Regions from separate parts of the Mus musculus genome. Here region 2 is linked to region 1. A link is a contact called in public promoter capture Hi-C data. All regions are on one chromosome and are shown on one strand. The core of a region is the stretch at or near the end of the contact, and the rest is flanking DNA. Distances in the headings are between cores, read along the strand shown.

Evidence for each region. Capture Hi-C pulls out chosen DNA fragments and counts their contacts.
Region 2: a contact with region 1 is called in a promoter capture Hi-C map of adipose tissue. The contact joins two enhancer-like sites. A contact is called at or near these places in 1 of 15 datasets of contacts at CTCF or cohesin (CD8 T cells), 3 of 115 datasets of contacts at active chromatin or transcription factors (CD8 T cells, heart atrium and memory CD8 T cells) and 1 of 9 other capture datasets (adipose tissue).

What each region holds. Positions count from the first base shown.
Region 1 is chr2:65,097,524-65,104,377 of GRCm38.p6, forward strand. It overlaps Cobll1 (Cobl-like 1), which reads right to left. Exons shown (of 14, transcript NM_177025.6): 10 at 5,637-5,871; 11 at 4,546-4,643; 12 at 110-1,866. Among named protein-coding and RNA genes, the nearest start is that of Grb14, 78 kb to the left of the region's middle. Within about 2 kb of position 4,153, at least 32 of the 459 cell types and tissues checked have an H3K27ac peak or open chromatin away from gene starts, as enhancers often do. A contact at or near this core is called in adipose tissue, where this site is marked.
Region 2 is chr2:65,185,967-65,192,820 of GRCm38.p6, forward strand. All of the region lies in intron 1 of Cobll1 (Cobl-like 1), which reads right to left. Among named protein-coding and RNA genes, the nearest start is that of Gm13594, 44 kb to the right of the region's middle. Within about 2 kb of position 3,620, at least 131 of the 459 cell types and tissues checked have an H3K27ac peak or open chromatin away from gene starts, as enhancers often do. A contact at or near this core is called in adipose tissue, where this site is marked.

The DNA of each region.
Region 1 (6,854 bases), core at 2,903-5,402:
AGACATTAATTCAGAGCTAGGTAATGCATAAATTATTGGTATAAAACGGGCTACTTTAACCAAGTTGTTCTAGCATGTGATTACTTAGACTGGAAAAGTTCAGGATTACCTTATCACCATCACCATGTTGGGAGCCCACCGTAGGCTTGTTTACTGTATGTGTCTTTTCATCCTGTGTGGCAGCTGGAGGCAGGGCAGAGGAGCCCTCACTGGCTGACTCTGGGCATGCCTTACTGAACGACTGTGACCTTTTCACCACAGCAAGGGCAAAGGGTGAGGGGCCAGAACTGGAGTATGGTCTTGGGGCCCCAAATGTTTTCAAGGTCTTCAGGTTTAGTGATGTTCCCTGACTACCAGGGAGAGCCACAGGCTTGGCAGCTACAGGAGGAGGAGAGGTCTCGGCTCGAAGAGTCATTGGTTTGGGAAATACAAGAGGAAGAGAGGTCTCGGCAGGAAGAGTCATTGGTTTGGGAAATACAGGAGGAGGAGAGGTCTCAGCAGGAAGAGTCATTGGTTTGGGAAATACAGGAGGAGGAGAGGTCTCGGCACGAAGAGTCATTGGTTTGGGAGCTACAGGAGGAGGAGAGGTCTCGGCAGGCTTCTGAATTATATCATCATCAGCTTTTGAAATATTGGGCAGCGGAGCAGAGTGAGTCCTTTCACTTAAGGAAGAAGGATGCTGTTCTGGAGAAAGCTGTGGGTCCCTCTGCACCTCCTTGATTGTTGGCTCTTTAGGGGCAGGCCCAGGGGCAGTGTGGACGCTCTTAGCAGCTGCAGATGTCACATAGTGGCCTGATGCTCTCTTTTGCATCTGCAAAAAGAATGAACTTGGTTTGGCCTGGGGATTTGAAGCTCGGGATCTAAATTTTGACTCCAAAATATTGTTTATATCTTCCAAATTTGGCGCAAAAGGAATGGTGCCAGTGTCTGTAGTCACTCTGGGTGCTTTGGGAGGGTTCGTCTCGGTACCAGTTGGTGAGCTCAAAGTCCTGTGCAAATGACGCTCTGTTCCTGAGCTGGGCTTTGGTTTAAGGTCAGGCTGAGGCTGCTGTGAGCTTTTAGAAGTAGCAGGGACTTCTGTTTGCATGGAAGTTTCTGTCATATTCTCAATCGTATGCCTCTGCCCTACAGGGAGCATCTTTTGGTCATCTTTCCTCCCCATTGCTTCTGATTCCCAGTCTTTCGCCATTTCCAGGGATTTCGGAGGTACTATTTTATAAGTAGTCATTCCAATTTTAGGTATATACTCTCTCGTGATTTCATTTGACGGTTTTGGCTTGGGGTTGGAGTCTTGCCTATAAAGTGGAAAGTTCTTTAGGTAAGAAGCAGCTGGATTCTTATTACTTCCATCTACAGGTGACAAAGGGACATTGTTCCCATATGTACAAGCTGGCTCTTTCTCAGGGAGTCTATCTTGTACATAAGTTGAGGTGCCCTGACTCCTGAATTCTCTTGAGGCATTTACAGAATCCTGGAGACTTGCAGAGGAGTGCTGAGCTGATATGCTGCCATCCGAAGTCTGCACAGTCTCATCAGCCCTGGGGTCAGATGAATTACTGACTTCGTGATTCCCATCAAAAGTGCCGCGGGCAGGGGTGGCCTGAATTGCTGCATCCTGCATTTTCGTCTTCTCTACACCTGGTTGATTCAATTTTTGATCTGGTCCTGGCGATGCTGTTAGATGATTTTCCCTCGAACTTTTAACATTGTCCATTCTACATGCAGGAGAGCCTGACAATCTATCAGTTTCCATGTCGCTGGCTTTCTTCAGAGCTTCGCCTTCGCCTTCTATGGTGGTTTCCATTTTCCCCGGTCTGTTTTTCACATAATCTGTGCTTGTGGCACAGACCATGATTTCATTTTGAACTACTGAGAGGAAAAAAAAAATATTGTCAAGAATGTATTTTAAAATGAAGAATTCAATTTTTCAATGTGTGTCACCTATCTATAACTGGATAATTTGAGTGCTACAATCCACTTTCAGCCTAATAATACAAAGGAAAGTATTGAGCAAAGAAAACAATATGGGCTGTGTCTATGGAAAAATAATCACGTGTAAAAATATTTTTATAAATCCTTGATAAGCAACTTTAATTCATTAATGTTGAGACTCTGAATTTCAGGTCTCAGATTTTCCATGAGTTGATCTATCAATCACTCTCTAGTTCCCTCTAATACACAATTATTCCCAAAGGCTGTGAAGAAGACAACCTGTACCCTGCTGCCCAATGAGCTGCCCACCCTTGTTCATATCTAACGATTGTTGCAGGCTTTTCCCTGTCCAATCCCATTAGGGCAATGGGAGGCTTATGATTGGACAGGCAAAGGAAGGTAAAGCGAGGAGTTGAGGAGACAGAGAGAGAGATCGAAGGAGATGAGGGAGAACCAGAACCGAGGCAGACATGGTATTATCAAAAGGTTAGAATAATTGGGTTAAAGCTTTTTCATTATCATTTGGCTCTGAAATTTTGTATTGGCATCTTGTAAATCATGTTATTATTGATACATACATCTGATTGGCTAACTAAGCATTAAGAGTCTTGATTTTACTGGGTAATTAGGTGTTGAGTTGGCTAACCAGGGGTGTGTGAGGCACTTGTGTGAAAGTGAGAGGAACACAGGGGAGCCCATCCAAGAGATGGCCTGGTGGGAGCCATGTGGCCTATGCAGGCTGGTGAGTTGGCAGGCCAAGAGATGGAGTGAATGAGATCACCTGGCACACGGGTTAGCTCTAGATATTTCCTGCAACAGATGATGCTCACCCAATGTCTATGAATGGCTGCATCAGTTCCAAGGATGCCAATAGAGGGAGAAGGTAGCTACTGCATTATGTTTCTACTTTTTCATGATTCAAAACTAATATTGACTTCTACAATGGTACAAAACGATGGTTTGGATAAGTGCATATGAGGAAAGGGGGAATAAAACATCTTAAGGATAATAGAAATGATTTTCTAAAATCACCTACAAGTTGATAAAGGTTACTACAAAGTACATGTAGATCACAGACAATATTACTGAGATATTCTTGTAACTAACCTACCATTAGCCTGGTGTCAAAATCTTACTGCTGTGACTATCAAGTTAAAAAGGGGATGACTGGTTGATTTTTAGATAGGTTTACTATTTTAGCAGGGTTAGTGTCTTAGCCTTCTGAGTATTGAGAACTCAGCTATGCATCTTCATGCCCTGTGTAAGGAAGATCTCTGAAGACTGGGATCTACATAAGTGTTATAGGCCTCCCCTCTGTGTTCAAAGTCCTGTATACAAACCCTAGCACTGCGAAATAAGTAAGTAAATTAACTCCCAAATGTAATAGTTATAAAATCCTGGTTTTTCAATAGCAGCACTATTGCCATAACAGTGTATACAATGAAAATCAGAACCAAGAAGAGTTTTAGAACATTGTAATGTACTATCAGAGAAGAATACTAAAATTGGAAAAAAAATCAGATATAAACACATTCACATTACCTATGGAGTACTGTAGTACACGCAGGACAAACACACACACTACCACAACCACCACCACTACACACATCTTCATTGTCAATACTATTGACAACAATAGTATTAAACTATCCATTTCTTTCCCAAATAGGAATTCTATAGCCCTGTGTTTGTTTTCTATAACTATTAAAATTTTCACTTAGCACAGAATGAACCATAGGACTTCATAGGCTTTCTCATTCCCTTAAGATGTATGTATCATCATGCATTCCTTGACTTCTCCACTGAGCATTATTCTATGCTCAAGCGCAGTCCTATGTAGATATGTTACATGTGTCTTCGCATCTTGTTCTGTGCTATAAAAGTTTCACAGGAAGTCATAGATTCAGTTCCCTTATCCAACACTGTACGAGTTGGCTGGAAAGCCAGGAATTCAGAAGTGCATGGCTTGTAGTAATCAAGTAACAAATTTAACACAGGAGAAGGGTGTGGATGGAAACTGAATAGCCAAAGTAGATGGAAACAGTTTGCTATTCAAGGACAGCAAGGCCCTATGCCAACTGACAGAACTGAACCTGTTACATCATGAACAAAAGAAGAAACTGCCTTAATTTGGGCGTAAGAATGGAGAAATAGTGGCAAACAATGTTGCACAACTGGATGGCTTGAAAATCAGGCAGGCAAGTTTCATCCAGAGTGTGGCAATTTGAGTATTAAGTAAAACATGCACTAGGGAACTGAGAGGAACTCGGGTCACAGACAGATGCACAGAGGCCCAAAGCCTAGGATCTGAAATTTAACTTCTATAGCCTCAAAAGGTGGGTCGTCACGAGGAGCAGCAACACAGCAAAAGGATCACTGTGGTACTTTCCATGTTCAAATCCTAGGTCCACCTCTTACTAGTTATGAGACAGTATCTTCGTGGTTTACTCATCTGTGACATGAAAACTAAGAATAACAGTTCTCAAATACTCATAAATGAGACAGGTATTAAATGAAACAAGACATGAAAGAGCTGCCTCAACATGTCCTTAAGAACATTCCTTGGTTCATCAGTCTATGACAGTGCTGGCCATTACTGTTTGTAACACTCACCACTCTCCTGGTTTGGGCCCAGTGTCTTCATGTCTTTTATACTGTCAGATACTCTGTCCTCATTGCCTATATGGCCTACAACAGGATGATACGGCCCTCTGGAAGACAAGACACTGTATGTGAGATATGAAGGTAATTCAAACAGACCATCAAAGAAACTAGGCTGTAATTTTTTCAAAGACAGATGGACTGAAATAATTACCCCCTTCTGCCAAATATTAGAAACTTGATAGCAAAGAAAAAACAGAACAGAGGAAATGCTAATGCAAACATTAGCTTGGGTACACTGGTCCTACTGCAAAGGAAGATGTAAGAGGCTTGGTAAAATGGACACTCTTCCAAATGAATGTCTTTACTTAGTTATTAGGAGCTATTTTTATCCTAAAGACAAAAGGAAATAAACAGGGCAATTTAGCCTTGAATCTGGCAAAGTCAACTCCATAAATCAGAATGTGAATTGACCTCTCTGATTTTTTCTCAGAAGAGTTTAATTAGGAAGACAATCCCATGCAAATTAGGCAAACTTCTGATGAAGAAAGCTTATTTTGCTTGTTTGCTTTCATCTTTATTCATAGGCTTGTGCATTTCATCTTAACATTTCAAACATAGCACTAGTGGACTAGAGCTTTCAAAACCTCTGCATCAGATGGACAATGGTTCTTGCGTCACAGACTTGAGTGTCACAATGCAGGGGCTTAATTTACTTCTAACTATAGGGTGGTTTCACAGTCCAGGTAGTGAAAGTGCTCAAATGTATTCGATACAAAGTGAAAAGTCAATGATATTTTTGGTTCAAGCAGATAATAGACAAAATATATGGAAAAAAACAGAATATTTTAGACTCAGACAAATTAATTGTATTAATTACAATTAATCAGCATTATGTGTGATGGTTATCTAACATGGGGATGCTACAACTCTTGAACTGGCCTTTTCACTTGAACACAATTACATATAACAAGGATAGTACGAGAGATAGAATCTAAAAGACATGGCCAACTATAGCTAAGCTTAAAATATCAGTTGTCTTTCCAAGAAAAGCATTAATCCAACAAACCACCACCAACACTTGAGACACAGAAACTACTTACTGCCCCTCTGTGCTTCTGCCTTCTTGAGTTTTTCCCTTGGAGCTTGGAGAGGTCTCTCCATCACTGATGCCGAGGGCTGAATCAGGATCCTTCTCCACTGTAATTCTCATATCAGTCGATGCTGAAGCAATGTCAGGCGACTTCACAGAAATACTTCCAGCCGGATCTTTAGATGCCTCGCTGAGTTCTTCCTTTTCATCTATCTCCTCAAGACTGTAATCAGAGCTTACACCAGCTACAAAGAAATGCAGACAGAATCCTAAATATTAATCTGCCCTGCTCACCCTAAGCAATCTAGCATCCTAGCTATCTAATTATAGTCATAATTAGCTAGACTTGTAAAATGTGGTTCCAAAGTAATAGTAAATGCTTTCCTAATGGTGAATGCTACATGCACACAGGAAACAAGTGATCTCACAGTCCCACCATTCTAGAACCATGCTTATCACTCTGGGCTTTGTTCATGAAAGGTTAACCTTACAAACCCCACATCACTGCATTTACGAATGAACACCTTTGATTAGTTACTTTATAGTCACATAATGTGAATTAAACAAATTAACAACTTAAAATTCAAATTAATAATATATTAGTTTTTTGTACTGTCTACTAGCAGACACTAACACAAAGAGGGAGGGAGGGAAGGATGGGGGGAGCGAGAGAGGGAGGGAGGGAGGGGGAAGGAGGGAGAAGAGGGAGATAGAGAGGGGGGAAGGGGGAGGGGGAGAAACATTCCAGCAGCTAAGTACTCAAAGTTCTTGTCAAGATTAACTGTGGACGTCATAGAATACACAAGGTTCTTGATTTCTGCTTAAACAAATTAAACATCTCCATTGACATAACAGCGTCTGAATGAAGTTTAGCTTTACCTTGAGTGGGGCACTAGGGTCATATACCACTGCTACAGTGGTCAGACCATGCATATACTGACACAGACATTTACTTTTAGTTTGAGACAGGAGAGTGTGTTAACTTCTGATCTCTAAGGAATAATATGAGCCAGGTATGGTGGCATACACCTTTAATCCCAGCACTCAGGAGGCAAAGTCAAGCAGATCTCTGTGCATTCAACACCAGGTTGGTCTACAGTGTGCTCCAGGACACTGGAGAGAGAACCTGTCTCAATCAAAAGCAATAAATCAATCAATCTGAATGAAAAGAAAAAAAAAAGGAAGGAAGGAAGAAAGAAACATGGCTCTTGGGAAGACTGAGGCAAAA
Region 2 (6,854 bases), core at 2,370-4,869, 88 kb after region 1:
AGAAAAAAAAAACGAAGGCAGGGAGGCCAGGATCCAAATATCACCTTCAAGATCATGCTCCCAATGACTGGACTTCCTACTGAGAGTCCCCGAATCCCAAATGGTCCACCTTCTCTCAGCAGCAGCAAAGGAGTCCAAGTCTTAGAGGAGTATTCAAGGTCTGTGCAGTAGCATTAGGCATACCTAATCCCCAGCTTTTATGGCTATGGGCATTATCATCAAAATGCTCTCTCTGTTTCCACACAGGGCTCTGGGGTAAAACAAACCATGTGGAATTGTTTCATTATCGATTTCAAATCTATTTCACTTATGATTTGTTCATATATATATATATATGTGTGTATGTATATATATATATATATATACATATATATATATATATATATATATATATATCAAGCCAGAAATAAGCTACTAGAAAATGTGATTATCCTTTTATTCTGACTTTAAAAAGCAGCTATGAGGGCAGAACATGTGAGCAGTTCCAATTCCATCTGTCCCATGCTTCTTGAATGGGTTAGCAGACCTGGTGGCTGGATGGGATTGTTCCCCAAACCAACCCATATTAGCAGAGTCTGACTGGCTCAAACCAGGGAGCAAGACTTTACAGCTGAACCACTGTGATTTATCGTAACCCAATCCCAAAACAAGAGGCTTACCCAACCCTGGCTACATAACTGTGCAGGACTGGCTGAAAACTTGTCCAAGGTATTCCAGAAATCCTGTGTGACAACCACTAGAGGAAAGACTACCTTTCCCTAAGAAATCTAAAATATAAGAAGCCTATGCAGATGTGACATTTGGAACTGCAAGTCTTTGGGGGTGGGTGAGATACAGGGGAGCGAAGGCAGGGCCCAGTGTGTGCTACCCAGGAGCTTTCCCAGTGAAAGGTGCTTTGAGTTGCTGTTGTTATTTTCACTTTCTTATTTCAATGGTGTATGGGTGTTTTGCCTGCGTGTATGTGTGTGTTTGTGTGTGTGAGTGCGCACAGTGCACACACATATGTACACGATCACACGTGCACACTGGAAGTATAAAAGAAGAACGATGGATCCCCTGAAACTGGAGTTGCAGATAGTTGTGGGCTGCCATGTGGACCCTTGTGAATCAAATCTGAGTGATTCAGCCCCCTTTACTTTTTAATAATCTGAACAGTGATGATTTAAAGCTAGCTTCTACACAGGTAATAAATTTCCATGACAAATACGTAAGTAACCCAAGCTCACTTTCTCCTCTAGTATCACCTACTAGCTAAAACACAGAACAGGACGTACTTTAATATAGGGTTTCTAAGTTTCACAGTTGGTAGCATGTTGGGCAGATGTTAGTCTAAAAAGGAAGGAAAGCCTGAAATTGATACAATCATTTGCAAGGAGTTAAATGATCAACCACAGAAATCAATCAGTCTAGGAGCCAGGCAGATGGCTCAGTAGGTAAAAGGTACCTCGCACTAAGCCTGAAGATCTTAATTCAATCCCCTAAACCTATGCACTGGGAGGGAACAATCAATATAGAGAAACAAATGCAGGTTATACAGGGAATAAAAAAGGATTGGCTTGGAAGCCAAGAGAATAGGAGTTAATTTTTCAAGTTTTTTTTCTCAAAGGTCTGGTAATTCTAGGCAAAATATAAGAGAGGTAGTTTGCAGGGGCAAATATTGAAAATAAATACATGCATACTGCATGCAATAGAGTACTAGAATATGACAAGCCCCATTTTAATAAAGCATATAAGTGCAGAGGTTAGAGAGGACTAGGAAAAATGTGGGTGAGGTGGTGGTGAGGATGTGGGGGATGATGGAAAATCACCAGGCTCATAGTAGATTGGCAAGCAAAATAGTAAGCAACAGTGGCTGGCCAAGTGGCATCACCCACCAAGGCAGTCAGTCAGGGATTTTCATACCCAGTTCACAAGAGTGAGTAGACATAAAGCAAAAATAGAGCACACAAAATACAAAATAGCCATCATTCACTCTGGGCTAAGCAGAGAGGGTGTTGTCAGACAAACAGTTTCTGAAAAGCAGCAAAACAAAACACATATACACACACAAAGAAAAAGGAAGAAAGAGAGAAAGAAAGAAAAGAAAGAAAGACAAGAGCCCAAGAGCAATCTAATCTCTAGATTAATATATTGATTCTCAAAGGACTTGATTTATAGCTTTCTTTCTTTCTATTTGAATTTCCAACCAGGTGAGAATATGTGTTAGTACTTAACTATCCACCTAGAGCCTACAGGTCAATTCTTTTCAAAACTTAGAGGTTAAGACTAATTGTAGATAGTCTCTCTTCAATTTCTTCTTTTTATAAGGACACAGTTTAAAAAAACAAAAAAACAAAAAAACAAGTGCACCTGAGAGACTCTCAGCTGAGACCACTAGCTACATCTCCATACACTTGACATTCACTGGTTAACTATGCAACTCTGAATGCTTCTAAAACAGTCAGCTGGTCCCCACTCCCACCCCAGCCCTGGTTTTCTTCTGTTTTCATTTTAGGCTTACCATTCTTCTTTCTTCTTCTACATTCAAAAGCAGTAAGAAAAACAGATGAAGCAGATAAAAATACAAATGAAGGAAAAAAACATTAAAATACACATACTCTTTGTAATTAATCAAGAACAAAGAATTCCATTCACCTGTGCCCCTTATGTTGTGTGCTGGGAGCCAGCACTTGTGCAGTAAATAGAAAAGCTGCTAGGGAGATAGGAAAATAGAAACTACACGAGGAATCTCAGAAGTGAAATCAGAGCGCGGACAGGACATCACCGGCCACTGAGGGAAAACGTCTCTCTAGAAACTAAGTGAGACTAAGCCGTGTTAGGAAGGCACTTGATCTAAAAACATCCCCCAAAAAACCACAAACCCAGCCTAGAAACAACTTCCTTCCTTCTCATGTTTCTGCAGAACCTAAAATATCAGCTTGTAACTGCCTCTTCAAAGAATTCTTTCATCAAAGTCCCCAGCAAAGTTCACATCTAGGTTTCATTCCATTCAGATAAGTTATATAAATGTGTAAGTATATATTGTATCTATATAATGCATCATTCTGAGTAGCCCACTTTTATTATGCATATATATTTAAATTATGGTATTATATAATCACAAATACAGTATATAAGATATAATATAAAATGTTATGTATTACATATAGTTTTTCCTGGCATTCCTCAACTCCTTCCACGTGCTGTAAAAATCAGCTTCTCAAAAAACCTTAAAGCTAAAAAAAAAAAAAAAAAAAAAAAAAAAAAACCTTAAAGCTAAGTGTTACAACTTAATCACATTTAATGTGTTTTCACTGAGAACACACCCATGGCATGGATAAGAGTTCTTTTTCACCTAAGTATACAGAAAAGCAGAAACTGAGTAAACTTTCTGCACGATGGGACTCTAATAAAAGGACCAAAGGTGACATTTTCATGATGGCTGGGGACGAGACAGGTCAGGAAATGTGGCTATGGAAACCAGCAAACATCTCATCACACTTTTACAGTGGATTGGGTAAACCCCAGCATCAGCTTCCTTCCTGTGTACCTTCCTGAACGACAGACCCAAAACCCAGAGTATTCCCCAGCCCAGGTTCCCTTCCGCCCGGGGCTCTGCTAAGCAGATCTGCAGGCCAGAGAGCAGGAAGGACATGATCTCAGCAAGGCCGCTGTGCTCTGCCTCTGAGAGGAACCCCGTACAGTCACTGCTGAGTGTAAAAGCTGCAAAGCAGATGCTGTTTTTATATGAACAGGATCTGAGCTACCGAGAGTCCCCTTTGTGGTCCTCTGTGATTCAGGATCCTAACTGTACTTGAGAAGCAGCCTTCCCACCTGCTGACCTTAGCACAGGCGTCATGTCTCTGGTTGGCTACAGGAATGGCATCCCTGCACATGATAGCCCTGGCTTCACTGCTCCTAAAGACCGTTCTACCCCAAGATGCCAGCCTTTTTACAGTTTCTCATGAAATTCTGTTCCGTTTAAAAGTGTGCATCAGCTCAAGTAGTGACTTGTGCCTTAAATCTCAGCACTAGGGAGAGAGAAGCAAGCCAATTTCTTTGAGTTCTAAGACACTCTGGTCTGCATAGTTCCAAGACATCCAGAGCTACGTACTGAGACCCTAACTCTAGAAACCAAAAAAGACAAAAATATTAAAAGTGTATGTTCATCCCTTTATTTCCTGAAACTGAAAGTTGAAAACACACATTCATATTAAAATATGAAATAGATCAAATGAGTGTGCAACTCCTTTATGTATAAGATGTGTGTGTGTGTCTGTCTGTGTGTGTGTGTGTGTCTCTGTGTGTCTGTGTATGTGTGTGTGTGTGTGAGGGGGGGGGCGGTGCACACTGATGGTGTGTGATGCAGGGACGGGAACTCAGGCCCTCCAACACTCTATGTACACACTCCACCACTGAGCTACAATCCCAGCTCTCAACCATTTCATTATATAATCATAAAGTCTAGAAGATGATTTGTTGTAATGTCTAACAACTTAGTCTACCTCCAAAGTAAAAGTCAGAACTAACCAAGGGAGAGATTACTAGTAAGGAAAGTTCGTCCAGTAAGCTGAATTCTCCAGTCCTGAAATGGTTTACCAGCAAGGTAATGGACATTCTCTAATGCACTTCAAGTTAGAAAACCAGTACGCAGACAACAGACAAAAGCCTCCTTCAACTCCTGACGCTCAAGGACTTATTTTTTAAAGGTCAGCATACTGCCTGGTATCACACATGCTCTAACTATAGCTACCCAGGACCCTGAGGATTCCTTGAGTTCGGGAGTTCAAGACCTACCTCAGTGACACAGTGAGATGATGTCTCAAGAAATAATAAGAACATTTAACATAAGAATGAAACAGCCTATCACGCTGCTAATTTTGAGGGCTCCTTTGCTCTCATAGGTTCTAAAGTCACCCTGTCTGGACTCAGGAAACTACAGCCTGACAGACACACAGCAAATGAGGCTTTAAGAAAGTAGAAGCATGCCCAGAACCAATCCCCACTGGCTCCTCATAGAACAAAGTTGGGGCTTCAACTATCACATAATTAAAAGTGGCTACTGTTTCAATATAGGGTGGTGATTAAGAAACAAGTAACTCAAGGGCAAAGGAATCCAAATGAAGACTCCATTACTCAGTAAGCTCGAGCCAACTTCTAGATCTTCAAGCCTTGATTTCCTCAAATTCACACTGAGCGGTAACAATTATATAGCATTTGTGTAAATTGCATCTATAATGAGCCCTAAGCATTACATGTCCCGCGGAGGAAAACGTTTTTCACCTTTAAAAAAAAGTATTAGTAAATGGTTTCGGGCTAAATAAAATGTCTAGCTTTAAATATTTACAATTTTCTACTTATGCTTTAGATCTAGAGAGAATACTTTTGAGCATAAACTCTGCCTGCAGACACTGCCCTTCACATGTCCCTGCACTAAAATAAATATTTAGGGAGAAGATTAAGTGACCTGTTCTGCTCCAGCCCCGGACTGACTCCCTTCCAGGCCCACCAGATCCTGGAATCACTTCTTGGAGTAGACATTCCACTGGAAGACACACCCAAGGCTCCCCACCCATAAACGTTCCTACCCCGAAATTCCATTCTACCCCTAATCAGGGATCCCTATTCTGCTGGGGAAAGAAAAGAACAACAACCTTATCTCCTGCTGGAGATAATCAGCCTCCAGGATCCTTCAAGAGACAGGAGGCTCTGTGGTGTATCCAGCGTATCCATAGGGACCAGACAGGCCAAGGGAATGAGTCAGCCTTAGAGGCACCTTCTCCCTTCTGGGGCTACCTCCACTCTCCAGTGTGAGAACGAACGGAACTTCTCTCACCCAGAAGAATTCGATATGATAGTGCTTTATAATTCTTCTTTAAAGGCAGGTGTCAGGCTCCAAGACAATTTTCAAAATGAGAAATTAAAACTGTCTTAGATGTTCAATACAAGCAAAAGATCCTACAGTTTTTATTTGCCACTTTACAAATTTGGTAAATTACATTTCCAACACAACTTAATTTCAAGTATTTTCACGTAACTTTGAGATACATTTTGTAACAGACAATTATCATAACGTGTCACCTTTCTCAAGGCTCACAACTTAAATCCTGAACAATGTAAATCACTAGTGATCTAAAAACACAGTTTACCTGAAGAGACTTTAGCAATCATATTTTCCCCATAAGCTGCATGTAAACTCCTTCTCAATGCCGCCAGGCCCATATGAAGACAAGGAACAACATGAAAAACAATGAGTGTATGAGAAACACCAATGGAAAAGACATTAAACAATGCAGACCAGCATAAGTTCCTACTTCCTGCAGGCTCATGAGACCATAAACAAGTCCTTATGTTCCTTTCTGTTACCAGGGCTTTGATTCAGGAACTCAAGCATGCTAAACAACTGCTCAATCACTAAAAACTGCCTTCAGCCCCCACTTTTTTTTTTTATTATAATTTCGTTTTGAGACAGGATTTCTCTAGGTTGCTCAAGCTGGTTTACCCTCCTGCCTCCACCTTGGCAGTGGCTAGGATTACAGGAATACACAGTCCTAGCAGAACATTGCTTTGTAAACTGCTATGAAGTTTACAAACAATGAATATCACCACTAGAAAAGCAATTTTCAATTAGATGACAGGGGTATGTGCATGTGTTAATACTAATGAAGTTTAAAGGGACACTTTCAAAACAGCATGCATATAAACTATTTAGTTATTTATTCATAATTCATAAGAACCTCTTTCAATTCATGCGGTTTCCAACATATAAGGACAAGGTAACACACACTTAGAAATGACAGAGTCATAGAAAAGTTGGTGGCAAACTTTCTTTGTTAAACAACAGAATTATCTGACTTTATAATGTACCAATCTCT